Regions from separate parts of the Zea mays genome. Here region 2 is linked to region 1. A link is a contact called in public Hi-C data. All regions are on one chromosome and are shown on one strand. The core of a region is the stretch at or near the end of the contact, and the rest is flanking DNA. Distances in the headings are between cores, read along the strand shown.

Region 1 (6,055 bases), core at 1,689-4,188:
CACTCATTGAACATCCAACAACACTGAGACATCGAATTCAAGCCTTTGCTTTAGCAGATTGAGATTTAGGCACTTGTTTTGAGTTGTAACTCCACTGTGTTGTCTTTGTGCTCCTCTCTCTCTCGTTTTGTGTGCGTGAGTCACTGCAAGTTTGTCTCGTGTGTGTGGTTCTGTTCCCTCTCTTACTCTTGGGGTTTAATTGTGATCAATTATGTAAGGGTGAGAGACTTCAAATTATTGAGATTCCTCACAAAGGAAAAAACTTGAGATAAGGAAGAATAGCGTGGTACCCAAGTTTGATCTTTGGATCACTTGAGAGGTGTTGAGTGCAACCCTTGACCGAAGGAGGTCATCACAACATGGAGTAGGCATTGACCGAACCACGGGATAGAATCACCGTGTCACTTGTGCATCTTTCTATCGTGATTATTTTTTTCTTCCATAGAGTTCTCACTTATTCACTTACGCTTTTGTTCCTAAGTTCAATACATATTCTAAAGAAACGGTCAATTGGAGAGTTCTCTTCTCTGTATTCATATCACCTTGATTCTAATTTGATACTCTTTAACCATTTAAAGACTTGTTCCCCTTATTATAACGCGCTCTCGGGCCTTTTGGACTTCTTCCCCTTATTATAAAGCACTCACTGAACATCCAACAACGCCGAGACATCGAATTCAAGCCTTTGCTTTAGTAGATTGAGATTTGGGCACTTGTTTTGAGTTGTAACTCCGTTATGTTGTCTTTGTGCTCCTCTCTCTCGCTTTGTGTGCGTGAGTCAGTGCAAGTTTGTCTCGTGTGTGTGGTTCTATTCCCTCCCTTAACTCTTGCGGTTTAATTGTGATCAATTGTGTAAGGGTGAGAGACTCAAAATTGTTGAGATTCCTCACAAAGGGAAAAAACTTGAGATAAGGAAGAAAAGTGTGGTACCCAAGTTTGATCTTTGGATCACTTGAGAGGGGTTGAGTGCAATGCAACCCTTGACCGAAGGAGGTCACCACAATATGAAGTAGGCATTGACCGAACCATGGGATATAATCACCGTGTCACCTGTGCATCTTTCTATCGTGGTTATTTTTTCTTCCATGAAGTTCTCACTTATTCACTTGCGCTTTTGTTCCTAAGTTGAATATATATGCTAAAGGAACAATCAAGTGGAGAGTTCTTTTCTCTTTCATATCAGCTTGAATTTTAACCATTTAAAGACTTCTTCTCCTTAGGCCATGTACAGTGGTGTTTAATGTGGAGGCTCTTAAGGTGTTTAAGGGGGTTATTTGCAAAAAAATCTTAGAGCCATCTCTCCGTGAAGAGACGCCTCTGGCTCGTAAACCAAGTAGCAACAGACGCCTCACTTTTCACTGTATGAATTTGTCCTCTGTTCTATCGATCTGATGCTATACAAATACATTTAATTATGTATTTATTAATAGACTACGTTTATAGACACTCCATTGTACAATAGAGTCTCTTAGGCCTTGTTCGTTTACATCGGATTGTACCCGGAATCGTTCCGGCTAATCAAAGTTTATATAAATTAGAGAAGTAATCCGGCTCGAAATCGTTCCGACCCACCAATCCGACACAAACGAACAAGGTCTTAGTTATCTCCTGTGCTTGGAGAACCGGTTTGGTGTCTCTCCACTGTACATGTCCCTTGTAACGCGCTCTGGAGCCTTTTGGACTTCGCGATGTCGTATATTAATTTGAACATATATATATATATACTACCCCGTGAAAAGAAGACTGTAGGATTAATAAATATGACTTTCTACTTGTCCTCAAAACACTACCCCCGTTTGGATTGACTGAGCTGAGCACGTACGGATTCTTGACATCTCGAATCTCAGGGCATTCCAACGGGCGCTAATAAGGTTGTAGGCGACGCACGGCTGTGGGAACATATGATTGCTGCAATGAAGCGTGTGATGACAAACCATCTCCGAGGTCCAGGGGGGCAGGGCAGGGCATAGCATAGCATAGCTAGGGGAGAAGCACGTGTAGCAGCGCGACAGACGAGAGAGCAGATAGCAGAGAGCACGCATGAGTAGAGTAGCGGCCTGGAGCTAGCTACAGTAGGAGTAGTAGTGTATATGCTTGCTAGCTCCTCCGCATCGTCGCGGATGGACCCACCCAGACCCAGCGGCGAGGCCTGGACGGGTGGCTGGATCCCTCCCTCTGTCTCTCTCTGAGACTGTGCCCGTCTCTAGATCCGGCCCCGACAATCTTTCAAGCCCCGGCCACGGCCAGTCTCTCTCCTCTGCTGTCACACCCCTTCTCTCTCTTTCTCTTCCCCCCGGCCCTCCCTCATGCATATGCATGGTACTCGCATTAGATTCTACTCCTAGCTCACTCGTCAGCAGTCTCGTCTCAGATTCAGCCAGTGGTGGCGGACTGGCGGCCTAGCTAGCTAGCTATAGCTGCGCGTTGCGAGCTTGCATTGCTGCACCGGAGTAGTAGTACTAGTACCGTACTACCATCTCTTTCTCTCTCTCTCGCAGCACAGCCACAGCAACACTAGGGTATACTACCCGGAAAGAGAGAAACGAAGGCTTGGCTGCCGCTGTCTCTCTCTTCTCTCTCTATTCTCTCTCTCTCCCCTCCATCATTGATCATTGCCGCCCGAAACGGCAACCCGCCACCATCCCACTGCACGCTGCAGCTCGCCCCGTCCTCCTCCTCCTCATCCTCCTCTCCCCCTTCCCCACCCCCATGTGCTGGCCTGCAGCAGCTCGCTCCACTACCGCCATTTAATCCTCCTCGCGCTCGCTCGCTGCTGCTGCGCCTCTAGCCTAGTAGGCTCTCTGCCTCCCATCATTCGATTCCTTTGCACTTGCTGTGCTGGCTTTGCTTGCTCTTGCTCTCCCCTCGCCAGCAATAAGCTCGGCCCCATTCCGCTTCTGCCATCAAGCCCTTGCCGCGCGCGCACCCGCGCACTACGTATAACCAGCTAGAGTAGCTTGGTAGCTAGGCTCGGCTCGCTAGCGAGCTCGTCGATCCAATCCATCGCTCGTTCGTCCACTATAACAATCGACGACGTGTACGATGGCAGCTGCGGCGGCGCCGAGGCCCAAGTCGCCGCCTGCCTCGCCGGACCCCTGCGGCCGCCACCGCCTCCAGCTCGCCGTCGACGCGCTCCACCGGGAGATCGGCTTCCTCGAGGTACACTACAGTACGCATTAATTAATAAATACTAATATATAAACCTCACCTGCACATGCTCGCATACCACCACCTCTCATATCACTCCATCATCGATTACGCTGCACTGCTCGGCCGTCTTCCCGACTGCCGGGCCTTTCCGCATTTTAATTTGCATGCATCACCTATATGACACCATATCTTATGAGCAAGGAGCCCTGCTGCTCCCATGAGCAAAATCAATCCAGACCACACCCTCCACATCCAACGGTGCTGCGTCAGGGGGGTTTTTGTAAAATGTTCAGAGTTGTAAAGAACATTTTACAAAACCCCCTGACACAGCACCGTTGGATGTGGAGGTTGTGGTCTGGATTAATTTTGCTCATGGGAGCACCAACGCTCCTTGCGCACAAGATACGTTCTCTATATGTTCCTTGCTGCTGAGTCAGATGCGCTTCCCTTTCTCTCTCTGTACTGAAAATGCAATCGCATGCGTACGTGCAGACTGCACAAACAAAGGATGACGAATTGAGGATAACGAAATTGAAATTACCAGTTGCGCTAGCTCTGGTTGGTGGTTCTCGCTCGATCCGGCCGGCCGCGAGAGAAACTGAAACGCTAGCGCTAGCTAGCACTAGCAGCAGTGGGGCGATTCATGAGACCGTTACCTTGAAAGCTAGCTTAGTAGTTCTTTAATCCTCTGGGCTTGCTGGTTTATTAGTTTAGGCCTCCGGGCACGTGCGGACCCGTACGTACGTACCATGGATTTGCGCGCGTGTCAAGGCTCAACACTCTGCGCTTTATATTCGTTTTGCCTACCATTTCCCACGACTACTTACTCCGTCGTCTCCGTCTCTCTACTCTATTTAGCTAGCTTGGATTCTTCTTTGTCTTCTGCCTGCCGCTGATACTACTTCTCTCTCTCTCTCTCTCAAGAATCAAAGCACTACTACTACTGCTGATTCAGTTCTGTTCTATATATCTAGCTACTAGCTAGGGTTTAAGGGATCTAGGATCTCTACATGTACAAGAAGATACAAGGCCGGCGGCCCACGCTTTGATTATTGGTGTCACACTGTCACATATGCATCTCCTAGTCCTAAATACTCCTCTCGTATGGCATGCATGCATGGCTTTTAATACACTATCCGTATGATCGATTACCCGCACCATCTCATCTTATATCACCGCATTTGTTGATTTTACTTAAGATTATGTTTGGTTGTTTGTATGTGTGAGTCACGGCCTGCATAGGTGGATGCAAAATAAGCCATTTTGATGTTACTAAACTGCATCCACCCATACGCTCAAAATTATCGTATCTAGCCAGTCAGGACGGTGTCAGCCTGCGCATGGACGTGCATCCATCCAATCAGGCTGTATAATACATCACCTAACCGCCTTATCTAGGTACTCTAGTATCCACGTGTATTAAGATGAATCGAGATGTGAATTAGTTTAATTTATACCCCCGCCCCCAATCCACCCCCAATACATATGGATTGGGGTGAACACTATAGTACCCAAACAAAGCTGTAGGCGTAAGTGCACACCTTGCATTGCTGGCTACACCGGCGCACACTACACTATAGTAGCAGGCGCGTGTAGTATATGCTAAAACATATTCCCTTCATTTTTTATTTTGTCATGGCTTAGTTCAAAAATAAACTAGCTTACGATAAATATTCAAGAACGGAGCTAGTATATATTTAAACAGCCTAAATCAAGGCTTCCTTTAGCTCATCAATGAAAAACTCCGTGCAACCTGCCCTTTGCTAACTTTATTGTTTTAATGTATTATTATTATTGTTGTTGTTGTTGTTGTTATTATTATTATTATTATTATTATTATTATTATTATTATTATTATTATTATTATTATTATTATTATTACTACTATTATTATTATTATCTGAAACATAGTCAGCAGGGCATACGCGACATAAAGTTGCTTCTGATCTGATGGTATAGGGAACGCTCCACATTTGCAACTACTCATGCTGTCCAGCAGCCTGCTCACTAGCTCAGAGCTATGTCAGCTACCCAAGCAATAAAATACTCCTGAAAACATACGTTAATTAAACACTATTTACTGCCCGATGAGCATGCAGAAACACAGCTAGCCCTGCGTTGCCATCGGTGTACTGCATATATGGCAGAGTTATTAATTAATCTAAACCGACAAATTCATTTAGCTCTCCGCAACGTACTGATGATGTTCTACAACATACTCATGCATGACCTTACTGGCTACTGCACCAGCAGCTTGCAGCCTATATGCATGTCTTTCTTCCTTGATGCATACATAGTCGTACTCCGCATGGCCGCATATATAACGTACGAGTTCCTTTAGGCTATTACTAGCAGCTTATCCATCTTCATCTTTTTATATTTAAACTTCACTCTTCCAACACTACACAGTCTACCTTGTAAAACAGTTTTTTAGACGACCATACAAGTGAATTGTTAAAGACTGTTTAATTTTGGCGGTCTATTATTAGGACATTAGAATTTTTTTGACGTGTCTTCCCTTCGCCTTCGGACGTACTCCCTCCGTTTCTTTTTATTTGTCGCTGGATAGTGCAATTTTACACTATTCAGCGACAAATAAAAAGAAACGGAGGGAGTACCACCGTCGACGCCTCACCAATCACCATGGCATGGCATGCACCACGTACGAGACGGTAGAACTTTGGTATGTAGAGCTTCGTTCACGGTCACGCGGTGGTGGAGCTCCATCCTGCAGACTTTAACCATGCATGCCCGTGAGTCCGTGACGACCTTCTTTTCCCTCTCTCTCTCTCCCCCTACTGCTATCATGGTCATGGCCATGGGCTCATGGCTAACCTGCTTCGGCTGTCTTCTTCACCGCTCTCCCCGTCCCCACACCGTCTGACCTGTCCGTTTTTTTTAAAAA
Region 2 (6,055 bases), core at 1,825-4,324, 310 kb before region 1:
TGTGTAATTCATCACAAAAATGTGATGGGAGATCAATATGATCTACTGTGAAAGGGTCTTTAGCCGAGTTGGTTAGGTGGTCTGAATAGCACTCCTCAGGTCCTGGGTTTGACTCCTCGTGGTAGCGAATTTTCAGGCTGTGGTTAAAAAAAATCCACTCGTCTGTCCCACGCCAAAGCACATGTCTACGTCACGGTCCCGATGGCGGTCGTTCTCACAAGGGCTACGGTGCCGCTGTGTATGGGTGGGGCAGGGGTTCAGGGGTTTTCTCGACCTGCGTGAGAAGGTCTTCTTCTTGTTATAACTAGAGAAGGTCTTCTTGTTATGACAACTGAAGTTTTGAATTGTTGGCTACACACATCCCAAAGTATGACTAGAGAAATTATTCATTATGAGCTAAGCACAAGAAATAAATCAATTTTCGTTAAGAGCGGCAACACTGAGACAAGATCAGGGGTGAGCAGCGGCGCTAACCACCACCAAGGGCAGGATATGTGGGCTGACTGGTAGGCTAGGCCATTTCTTATACATCTCCTACCCCTTCCTTCTCCTTTTTCCTTTTTGTTTTTCTTCCTCATCTATGCTGTTGTTCTGTTGTTTCTCTGATTGGTAAGCCTTGCTCGCCTTAGTAAGCGCCTAGTCACCTAGATGTCCAGGCAGTGGTCAACCACTCTCACCTCCAACCGACCCCCATATCCTCTCTGCTCTCTCCCACAATCTCAGACTCTCCTATACACCACTGCGCACTCCTAGGCGTACACATCCTATATACTAAAGGTCAAGTTGTCACTGTATAATCCATCGCAAAAGTGATATTGGAGATAAATATGATCTACTAATGAAACACAAGCAAAGAGTATTTTCTGTTGTATTATATTTAATAACCTCAAGAAATTATAATAAAAAAATATAAAGTGTTTTTTGAAACAAAGCTTCACAAGCCAATCTGAATATACAACCAAAAATTTGAATTGTTGACTACACATGTCCCAGAACAGTGCTTTGTGACCAGAGAAATTATTCATTATGAGCTAAGCGAGAAAGATATAAATTTACTCTTTTCAAATGTTAATTGGTACTTCCTACACTTCCTTAGGTAACTGATGTATCATTTTCTAGGCGAGCAATACATATTGTACTTTTTTTTGTGAAGAGTCCAAGGGATCAACAGGGATCACGTTAATTGTATTTAGTAATACCACATTTAAAGAAATCTCTTATCAACATAATAAGAATGTCCCTCATAAGGCAATAAATATCCATAGTGATGCCGCTGATGCCCATAACAAGCAAGGAGAAATCAATTGTGTTCGCGACATTGTAATCTTCCAGAAATGCACCTTAAAACTCAGTACTAGGTGTCGTGAGGAAGCACTCAAACACTTCATACCCATAACATCACTTTATCACTGAATGGTCATATGGAACACTTGATTATATGGTTCTGCTCATAGGTTAGTCCGTACTTTGTATGAACTTCTCAACAGATCAAAATATTATAGCAGATAGTCAATTAACAGAACCAATAGGAATTGGTGAGTCAGAGTATTTTATCAAAGAATCTGGACAAAAAGTGTCAATAGCCTTGTCATATTTAGATGCATAAAATGAAGATTTTGAAACACAAGAAACACCTGAGGCAGAAGGACAAATACAACCAAACGACAAAGCAGATTAGTTCAGTGCAGTTCTAGTATTATGCCAAGTATTAGTCTTAGATGACGTTTAAGAATGTGGAGGAATCATTAAAAGATGGATGATTTCAATTTAGCTATAAATTATTATCTTCCTAAATCAAGATGCAATGCAACAACCAGAGTGTTATGGTACAGAGGAAGTTCACCTTTGATTACGAACAGAGGGAAATCTGAAATAAAAAACAAAATACAATACCCTAATGCAACAGTGTTCAATCCTACAAGTATCAATCAGGAATTATCTACATCTACAAATTTAAAATGCAGCTGGTGGGTGGCAATCAATTTCAAACTGAACCATTTAAAGCTTATGTAGCACGCAATGCACTAGCTGTCATTTTCCCATATGAAAGCTAGTTCCTAACCAATATGATCCTAGTGTATGGCCAAAGTGGTTTTAATAACAAAAATTGTTACAGACATAGGAAGTAAAAAGATCACCATATTCTGCAATGCAGCACGGGAATGATAAGTACCATTAGAATGCATGAAGACACAGCTTTTGAAACTTCAAGAATTTATTACAACACATGAATAATTAATTTTTGTAGTAGTTTAGAATTCTGAATCTTCTCTTAATGGTTATGTTTTGGATTAGGATGTTATTGTCTCTGATCTATGTGGCTTTTAGTATCTAAACTCTTTCTGAATCTATGTTGTATATCGACATTTCCATCTCTCTATCAACGGAATTGAGCAGGGACCAATTAATAAATTTAAAAAGACATAATTTCACTAAGACTATAAATAGTAGATACTACTTCATGATTAGAGAGATGCCAGCAAAACTCTTATTAATATTATATTAACAAAAACAATGGTAAAGAAATATCAGGTTCTCGACCAAACTAATCCAGCAAAAACAAAACTAATTCAAAATCAAGTTTCAACTATACGGGCAGCAAAATAACTAGGTTTCATGGACTCGGCCGTATAAAACCAACGCAGGGAGAAAGTTGCTTTGGCGGGGATAGAAGAAAATAAACATAAGCCAACTGATTTGCCCAAACTGAGAATAGGGTAGGATTGGTACCTCACGCGGCGGCGGCTGGGAGAAGGAGAAATTGACCTTGGCCTGGATGGCGAGGCGGACGTCGTCGGCGTCGATCTGAGCCTTCCCGGCGTGGTCGGCGTAGACTTGGGCGTCCCCTAGCACGTCTCCGACGTATCGGTAGGCCAGGTCCAGGAACTGGTGCACGACGCGGGGTTCGTACTCGCCCTCACCGAGACCCATCGAGCGCAGGAGCTCCCGCACCACCCGCGCGTCCCGGGGCTCGTCCGCGACGGAGGCCCCGGCGACTGCGGCAGCAGCGGCCGACGGTGCCGATGGACGCGCGCCGGCGGCGTCCATGAGTGGTGCGGGGTGGGGTTTCGGCGTTTCGGGAGTGTGGTGTCACCGTGTCAGGGGCTCAGGCAACCTGCTTCAGCACACGGAGAGATTATGTTTAACTACCTTATATTGTCAAATATTCTGTACTGCAGCAACTGACGCTTTGGCCGAGTGGTTAAGGCGTGTGCCTGCTAAGTACATGGGGTTTCCCCGCGAGAGTTCGAATCTCTCAGGCGTCGGACTTTTTAAATTGTTTCTCTTTTTCTTTTTTATCGACTTTTTTAATTGTTTCTCTTTTTCTTTTTTATTTTTTCCTTTTTTATTTCATTGCATAAGCTAATTTAGCACTCGAGTCTCTCTGTTACCTTTTTTTAACCATTATCTACTAATTTAGAGCTTCCAATTACCTTTTATTTTGGTACCATATTGTTTTTTGGATTTTGTCAATTAGTTGAACCACAATCGTTCTAAAGCTATCTTAAGGTGTGTTTTGCAAGCAGAATAGAGCTATTCTATTTTTTATTTGGTTAAAGGGTATAACAGAACAGATCCACTCTGTTCTTTGTTTAATTAAAGAGTCATACGAGTATAGAGGTGAGAAGAGAGAAAAATACTCGCGTCCGAAAGAGCGCTCGCATCCGACTATTTTGGTGGAGCGGGGACACTTCAACTATTTATAATAAATTTCTATATAGAGACTTTATGAGCCGCTTCGCTTCTCTTTTATTGGAAATCAAATATTCATAAACTAGAATGAAGCCCTCCATTCTCCTTAACCAAACACACCCTTAACGATTGTATGTTTACATATTAATAAATTCACACAAAGTTTGATGTATTTATTTTATATATGCATTTAAATTCATCATCATCTATTTGAATATAAATATAAAAATTAAAAGCTAAAATAAATACTATTTTGGGACGAAGGGTTATATGTTCCTGTATGTGTATCGGTATGTTTATAGATATGTATAAGTATATGGTCGTATTTATGAATATAGGCGTATGTAACTATGTATTGAGTACACGCCCGTACTTATATGTATATGTGTTGCATTTTTTTTATTAGTAGACTAACCACTACTCTAGTGTTGCATTTGAGACAAGTTATGTCTACATTCAAAGTTGAGCAAAATTCATATCCGTTATTGTATGCATATCCGCATGTTTATAGATGCGTATAGGTACATGCTCGTATATATGAATATAGGTGAATGTATTGAGTACGCGCTCATACTTATATACATACTTTTATATATTTTGAGCAGTGTGCTTCCAAAAGCTAGAGAAAGCTCTGGTTCAAATGTTGTCATACGGTTCAATCGCACCACCTCAAATTGACCCAGACTCCGGGCGTCTATAAAAACAGCATAGACCCAGGGATTAGGGTTTCGATGCCTAGCGACAGCGTGAGGCGCGAGGGGCGCCAGAGGCACGACATCAGCGAGAGGCGGGCGACATCGATGAGCGTCAGGCGACATCAGCGAGCGGTGCCCGAGACACGAGCTCCATGGCGGCCGCGTCGCCTGAGGCGCGAGCGGTGGCGTCGGCCACGACCTCATGAGACGTGAGCGGCGACGGAGGAGACGCCAACGACAGCATTCAAAGACGAAGACCTCCTCTAATGCAGTGCATCTCGGGCATCCTCCGACGATGACCACCTCCGATCCGACGGCCTCGGGGCCGTCCTCCAGCGACGAACTCCCCTGATCTATGTTTATGCCTTTGATGATTGTGTTTTATACCTATTACTTACACAATTTCTGCATTTATGTTGGGAACCTGCCTGTCTGGGTAAGTTGATCCAACGAGGGAGTGGAAAGTGTGTTTGCAAAGTTTAGCATGGAATGCCAAAAGCTTCGTTAATCTCCCGTGTGCGGGCACTGTACGGGGGTATTTATAGGTAATCGAGGGGCTGCCTGTCCCTATCAAAGACGTTTAGACCCTCGAGTACCCGGTTTATCCCTAGAATAATCCCACGAGGGGAGGTTACAGATAGTCAGTAAGGTAAACCCTATTACAGACACGACCCTTATCGCACTTGTTGTCGCGGGGCCCAACACTATGGGCCGAATCACACATGGGCCTCCCCCGACAGTGAGGGCGCGGGAGGTCCGTAGATGTAACACCCCAGGTGTCTATCGTCTGCTCGACCACGAGTACGAACTTTAACACGTAATAGCGGTGAATAAAATGGACACTAAATTTTAATCATCTTTGTGTATCACGATTTTGATATCGTGTATGTCTCCATCTGTCTAAAATGTCCTAATTTATTTTGCAAAATTCAGACTTCAGTAATCTTTCAAAACATCGAATCCAATATCGTTTGGGTTGAGCCATCGACGTCTTGCCCAAACTCTAATTCTTGAAATCGGATCTGGTTCCTAAACTGTGTTTCAAATTCTTTCACGCTTGTGTTACACATGTCTCTCTGTCGCCTGGCATCATGGCGCGTGGCAGGTGCTAACCGGTGTCTAGACATCGCACAACCTCTCTACGTGTGCGTCACATAGCATCGTTTCTGTGAAGTCTCGCATATGCATCTTTGAAGCGTCCCGATCCTTTGGGACTCAAATGTGATACAATTACTAGTCCCAGGAGGCTAGTAACCACATTCCTTACTTCAAATAGTACAGAGTCTGAGTAAATGTTATTACAATACCGGGGGTACAAGCTCGAGAGTGAGCCGGAATTATAAAACACAGTGGAAGATAAATTAGCCCAAGCCACATGCAGAACTGGGTGAAGACACAGCCCCTTCAATCAAGCATAACAGAAAAGAAGTCTTCAGCTGCTGAAAAACATAAATAAGTCTGGGTGAATACACTAGGTATTCCGGCATTCCGCTAGCCCACCCGGCTCCCGTAAAGAGAAAGAGACCTATATCATACATGCTTCATATGGTGGAGTTAAATTCACTCTTCTTTTTCTCAGAGAAAGGCAATACTTGTTGTTAGGGTTTTCCCGAAACAATAGAAATGACACTTGCTTAACCACCACTGATCTTCCTGCTCCCGTGGCA

Evidence for each region. A called contact is a pair of places that touch in the nucleus more often than the background predicts.
Region 2: a contact with region 1 is called in a Hi-C map of ear, with 2.3 times the contacts expected there. The contact joins the promoter of LOC100191949 here to the promoter of LOC100277439 in region 1. A contact is called at or near these places in 2 of 25 Hi-C or Micro-C datasets (ear and leaf).

What each region holds. Positions count from the first base shown.
Region 1 is chr1:71,248,121-71,254,175 of Zm-B73-REFERENCE-NAM-5.0, reverse strand. It overlaps LOC100277439, which reads left to right and starts at 2,938. Exons shown (of 5, transcript NM_001367324.1): 1 at 2,938-3,159. The coding sequence starts at 3,043.
Region 2 is chr1:71,555,242-71,561,296 of Zm-B73-REFERENCE-NAM-5.0, reverse strand. LOC100191949 (transcription initiation factor TFIID subunit 9B) reads right to left here and starts at 3,074. Exons shown (of 2, transcript NM_001137373.1): 1 at 2,731-3,074. The coding sequence starts at 3,048. It overlaps TRNAS-GCU (transfer RNA serine (anticodon GCU)), which reads left to right and starts at 3,185; the gene lies at 3,185-3,266.